Linked DNA regions of Mus musculus: region 2 is linked to region 1. Evidence: chromatin contacts called from public Hi-C data. All regions are on one chromosome and are shown on one strand. Each heading gives the region's core, a stretch centred on a gene start, on an enhancer-like site or on the middle of the called end of the contact. The rest is flanking DNA. Distances are from core to core; before and after follow the strand shown. Region 1 overlaps Pde4b (phosphodiesterase 4B, cAMP specific). Region 2 overlaps Pde4b (phosphodiesterase 4B, cAMP specific).

What was found. A called contact is a pair of places that touch in the nucleus more often than the background predicts.
Region 2: a Hi-C map of bone marrow-derived macrophages shows a contact between it and region 1, with 41 read pairs. The contact joins two enhancer-like sites. A contact is called at or near these places in 1 of 39 promoter capture datasets (hippocampal neurons), 2 of 15 datasets of contacts at CTCF or cohesin (large pre-B cells and pro-B cells), 20 of 484 Hi-C or Micro-C datasets (the 63-12 cell line, the C10 cell line, Th1 cells and 13 more) and 12 of 115 datasets of contacts at active chromatin or transcription factors (the 230-238 cell line, the HPC-7 cell line, the NIH/3T3 cell line and 8 more).

The regions. Positions count from the first base shown.
Region 1 is chr4:102,497,834-102,500,621 of GRCm38.p6, forward strand. The region is part of intron 4 of Pde4b (phosphodiesterase 4B, cAMP specific); the gene reads left to right. Among named protein-coding and RNA genes, the nearest start is that of Gm52668, 16 kb to the right of the region's middle. Within about 2 kb of position 1,293, at least 28 of the 459 cell types and tissues checked have an H3K27ac peak or open chromatin away from gene starts, as enhancers often do. A contact at or near this core is called in Th1 cells, bone marrow-derived macrophages and effector CD8 T cells, where this site is marked.
Region 2 is chr4:102,606,772-102,609,612 of GRCm38.p6, forward strand. Pde4b (phosphodiesterase 4B, cAMP specific) reads left to right here. Exons shown (of 15, transcript NM_019840.2): 15 at 1-491. Among named protein-coding and RNA genes, the nearest start is that of Gm52667, 39 kb to the left of the region's middle. Within about 2 kb of position 1,535, at least 50 of the 459 cell types and tissues checked have an H3K27ac peak or open chromatin away from gene starts, as enhancers often do. A contact at or near this core is called in Th1 cells, bone marrow-derived macrophages and effector CD8 T cells, where this site is marked.

The DNA of each region.
Region 1 (2,788 bases), core at 43-2,542:
GTTGTTCTGCAGAATTTTAGTTCCCTCCCACAACAGCACAGAACGCTGAAGGACACTGGACTCAAACATTAGAGACCAGCCCTATAAGCTGAGTCACAACACACAACCCATCTGGAAATATACAGTCTAAGGGCCAAGAAGTTCTCTTGCGTTTCAAAGATCATCATAGCCTCAGAGGGTCATAGAACCCACGATCTTGGCAAAGGTTAGGAGAGGTTTGCAAACCCATGCATTCAACCTCTGGTTTAGAGAAGGAAATCTTGAGTGTCAGGAATCTGGCAACTAGCTTGTGGATGTACCATGGGTTAGAGAAACATTGGATCTGAGGCTTGATTCTCTTGCTTTCCAGTCAGTAGTTACCACAGCAGGATCTATATTCAGTCTTTGTTAAGTGGTCCATCCATCATTTGTTTGACTTCATCCAGATTCTGATGAGGCAGGTAATAGGAAGTGCAGGTAGAGCCTAATTGGACAATTATCCTCCTCTCACTGTCCTGTGGTTTGTTCTGCAGTAAGTCTCCTTGCAAGAGGAAGTTGCATACTGCTGTGGCATCTCTCCTATCCCGGTCTCTCCACTGTTCTGCAGGCTCTCACCAGAGAGCATTATCTTACACACTATTTGTGTGATCATGCCCATCTTTGGCTAGGGCATTGCAGGGGACCACTCTTTGGGATGAAAAGTAGATGCTTATACATTGTAGCTAAGATGCCTCACCACCCAGATTAAATTAACATGATGGAACATTGGTTGTAGTATATTTAGAAAAAAAGAAATAGTTGAGCATTCCCTATCAAAAAAATCCAAAATTCAGGCTTTTTGAACTCTGATATGATGCCAAGAATGAAGAGATCCACATCTGGCCTCGAGTGATCGCTTGCACAGAGTTGCACTATGAGATCGCCATTGGGTTATTTATGGAATGTGCACATAAAACAAATGAATTTTCTATTCAGTCTTGATTCCCTTCCCTAAGATTTCTCACCATGCAGATTAAGATATTCCAGAATCTGAGATATAAACAAAAAAGCAAATCTGAAACTTTCAACACTCAGGGACACCCAGCCAATATGTGGAACTTGGGTTTGGAGCTTTGCTTCCTATTTATTCACTTAATAATCCATCCCTTGAATATTTATTTCATACATACTATTCATCCATGCCTGCATGTACCTAATTGCACAGATACTTACTGGCCATTCACTTTATATCAAGCACTGATGATCTCATAGTGGTCCACACAGCTAAGGTCTCTGCTCCTTTGTGGCTTATGTGCTAACAGGAAGTGCCGGTGATTAATCAGTGAGCAGTCAGATCACATCTCTGTCACATGGGCTGGAGCAACTGGGACCCAGGAGTTTTCTGTCTATTCCCCTCTACACTTTCTGCCTAGACTGTCTTCTTATACCTGTCACAGTCAGATTAGCCATGTTCTGACATCTTTTAGGTTGAGTGTCATCTTTTTCAATATGCTTTTCTGATCCTGCTAAGCCTACCTGAGTGATCTCTATTTGGCCCAAAGGCATGCTAATGACCTAACACACTGTCTTTACTGGAAATTAGGAATTTCCTTACCATTGCGTGTTGTTCTCCGGGTAATTGGTTTCTGGGACTATTCATATTGGCCACACATTCAGTTCTGGAATCTGCTTAGAATCATTCTGCTTGGAAATCATATACGTGGGCAAGTTAATTATCTTTTCTGGATCTTGGTTTCCTAAACTGTAAGATAAGGTTGTATGGGGATTAAGTGAATTAATATTCAGAAAGCACTCAACTGGCATATAGCATAGTAACTGTAAGCTATTATAACTGATAATTCATCTTACTGAACCTAGAAGGGTTTTCATATCAATTATCTCAGCAATGGCCTCCACAAGCAATAGTCGTGACAGATATTATTACTTCCACTTTACAGATAAGGAGTCAAGGCTGAGATTAAATGACCTGACTATGATCAACCACACAGCTTCTAGTGAGCACCTGTTCACTCCCCCTGGGTGCAGAAAAAGTCCTTGGACAGCTTAAACGTTTATGTAGGAGCCATGTAAGAAACAGAGGACAATCAGAGAAGCTAAAGGCAAACATTAACTAAGCCAGTGTCCTTAAGAATGTAGCCCCAGGTCAGAATGTTACAGGTGGGACAAGGAAGAAATGATGAGTAGATTTCACAAGCTTCTTTAGTATAACCACATTTGAGACCAAACTGATGTGTTACACAGATCCAAGTAGACATGGGGCTGGCATGATATTTTCAATGCTATTTGTTAGCATAGGTGTGGCTGTTCCTCCTCTATCAGTAGCATTAGAGACAGCCTAACCCTGATAATTGATACATTGAAGCTGCTTCCTTAAAAATTGGGTCTTCACATCGCTGTGTGTTCTGGATTACACAAAGCTCTGGGAAACAGGTATCTTAAGACCCTAAACAAATATCGTGCACAGAATGTACCTAGAGGCATGATCACCCTCACACTGAGAACCATCTCTCAAACCAGGACGCCTTGTGTCACATTTGTCCAAGACAAGACATATTTATAAAAGGGAGTATGTCTCCAGCAGTTAGCCCTCGGCATCTGCTGATCTTCTTGCAAGTCCATATCTGTGTTTTATAGAGTTAGTCTTGCCATGTATTGTTAGACTTTTAGATTATCTTATTTCAAGATAGGGTTTCCCTCTATAGCCCCAGATGACCTGGAACTCACTAACTCACCTTGTGGCTCGGGCTGGCCTTGATCTCATGGCAATCTAGATTATAGATTTCACAAGCTTCTTTAGTATAACCATATT
Region 2 (2,841 bases), core at 285-2,784, 110 kb after region 1:
GGCTTTCGTTTTAAAAAAATAAACAACACTACATTTGATCACAGATGATACTGAGTATCCCCAAACTACTGACTTGGAAGAGCTAGTCTCCATACTGCTCACGAGCAGTGGAGCCATGTTCAAATTCATCAAAGGCAACAAGAAGACAATGTGAATTTTTATCGTAGAATGTGAACTGATGTCGTAAATGACGCAATGTGAAGCTTCTGATAACACTTGTCAGGCCTCTTCCTGGTGTCAGTTTCAGTTTGTAAAATACGTGTCATGCTTCAGTTCAGCATTGTGACAATAGTTAAAGAAAATGGCACAAAATGTGCATGACCAATGGGTTCGTACGTCTGTAACACTGCATTGTTCCAGGTGGACGTTATATTGTTTTCAAAAGTTTCTCACAATGTATGTTATAATATTATTACTATTATATATTGTGCTCAAATGCATTCTTAAGAGACTTTTATATGAGCTGAATAAACAAAAGCATGAATAAATTAGATTGTAGCCCCATTCATTTCAAGGTCAACTCAAATATATTAAAGCAGGGTTGTTTTCTTCTTCTTCTTCTTCTTCTTCTTCTTCTTCTTCTTCTTCTTCTTCTTCTTCTTCTTCTTCTTCTTCTTCTTCTTCTTCTCCTCCTCCTCCTCCTCCTCCTCCTCCTCCTCCTCCTCCTTCTCCTTCTCCTCCTCCTCTTTCTTCTTCCTCTTCTTCTTCTTCTCCTTCTTCTCCTACTCCTCCTCCTCCTCCTCCTCCTCCTCCTCCTCCTCCTCCTCCTTCTTCTTCTTCTTCTTCTTCTTCTTCTTCTTCTTCTTCTTCTTCTTCTCCTTCTTCTCCTTCTTCTCCTTCTTCTCCTTCTTCTCCTTCTTCTCCTTCTTCTTCCTCTTCTTCTTCCTCTTCCTCTTTACCGTACTTCACAAAAAAGCAAGCCACTTTGCTCATCCAAATCACAACTGAAGTTTTGTATTCTCTGTGTCCAAAAAGTCCCATGGCTCAGAGCATTTTGTTTTCTTCTCAGCAGATTATTCACCCAGCTCCTCAGTACAGGAAGGAGGGTGGTGAAGACTAACAAGCAAAACCACTTTGTTCATCTTGAACCATTTCCTTCTACCTCTTTAGAATTCTGAAGAGTTTAATCTCTTAGGTAAATAAGAGGCATCTTTAGCTGGGCTGTGTAGGCTACCACAGTGACTCACAGAATTGAATCCTAGTACATTAGCTCAATGTAGAGAAACCTGTTGATTCATTTGGCATACAAGGAGTCTGAAATCTAAAAGAGTCACCTAGACCACAACCTTCAGAGCACATAAAAATATTCGTGGACACCCCAGCCGACTGTCTGTGCCTTTGCTAGTAGGTTATACTGTTCTAGAAAGAACTAAATGTTATCAAGTGTTAAAGTCATCATCTTAAAATAAGTCATCCCGAGTGCGTGTGTGCTTGCGTAGGAGGTGACAAAGACTCAGTGAGTAGCTCTTACTAACTTAGCCACAGAGAAGTAAGTGGCCTGTGGCGAGGAGAGAGTCTGCTCTAGAGGAATTCCTCGGTAAGAGGAAATTGCTGAATTTCTTTAGAAAATCAAAAGCTTGCCTGTTAGTTCTAGCCAGGACTTCCCTACCATCCAGTTTCTGACTGGACATTGTTATCTGATACAATGGCAAAACGGAATTGGTTACAGTTTGTATAAAAAGTATAGCTGATGATTATGCCTAAGAATGTTCTCTGTTCTGTTTTCTACTAAAGTGTCCTTAGCATGGAAAATGTGCATGTTTGTTAATGCTATTTGGATTCTAGTTTGCTCCAGAGCCCTACCTGAAGTGGCTCTTCCTAGAGGCCTACACACCAGACTTTTAATTCTCCCCAGCTGACAGTAATGTAGGGAAAGAGTAGTGACCCCACTGGTTCTGTCTCCAAGGCATGCAGGCCTGAAGCCTTCGGTAGTCACTGTGAACCCCATGACCTCAGCATGGCATGCTCTGTGGGATGGTTTTCCAGCAATGAGTTTGGGCCTTGCTTAGTTTTATTCTTCCCACTGACTTCTCCTTTAATTTCTGCTCGTTTTAAAACTTATTTATCTAAATTTTATGAGTATGGGTGTTTTGTCTGCATGTATGTCTATGCTCTAGATGCACATCTGGTGCCCACCGAGGCCAGAAGAGGGCAGGCATCGGGTAGTCTGGGACTGGAGCTACAGACAGCTATGAGCCATTATGTATGTATCCTAGTTTAATATCTCCTGCCAATAAGACACTTTGACAAAGACAGCTGAGGAAAAAAGGGGGTTTAATTGGCACAAAATTCCAAGTTTCAGTCTTTACCATGGGAAAATCAGAATAGAAAGACCTTGAAATAGCTAGTCACATCCCCAGGTTCTCTTATCCTGAGTCATCAAGCCTCCACTGGACCTAGGGGCCCCCCTCCCAGTGATGCCAGATAAGGCAATCAATGCTCTGCTACATATCCAGCTGGAGCCATGAGTACCCCCTGGTACTCTTTAGTTGGTGGTTTAGTCCCTAGAAGCTTTGGATGGTCTAGCTGGTTGATACTGTTGTTCTTTTTATGAGGTTGCAAGCCCCTTTAGCTCCTACAGTCCTTGCCCTAACTTCCTAATTGGGGTCCCTGCGCTCAGTCCAATGTTTGGCTATGTATTTCCTTTAGACAGCAGCAATTCTGGGTTGAAATTTTGCAGATAGGTGGATGGCCCCATCCCTCAACCAGGGGGCCATGCCTAACTTCTGGATATGGTTTCAACAGGTTCTCCCTCCCCTATGTGGGGTATTTCAGCTAATGTCATCCCCATGGGGTCCTGGGAGCTCTTGCTCTTCTAGCATCTGGGACTTTCTGGTTGCT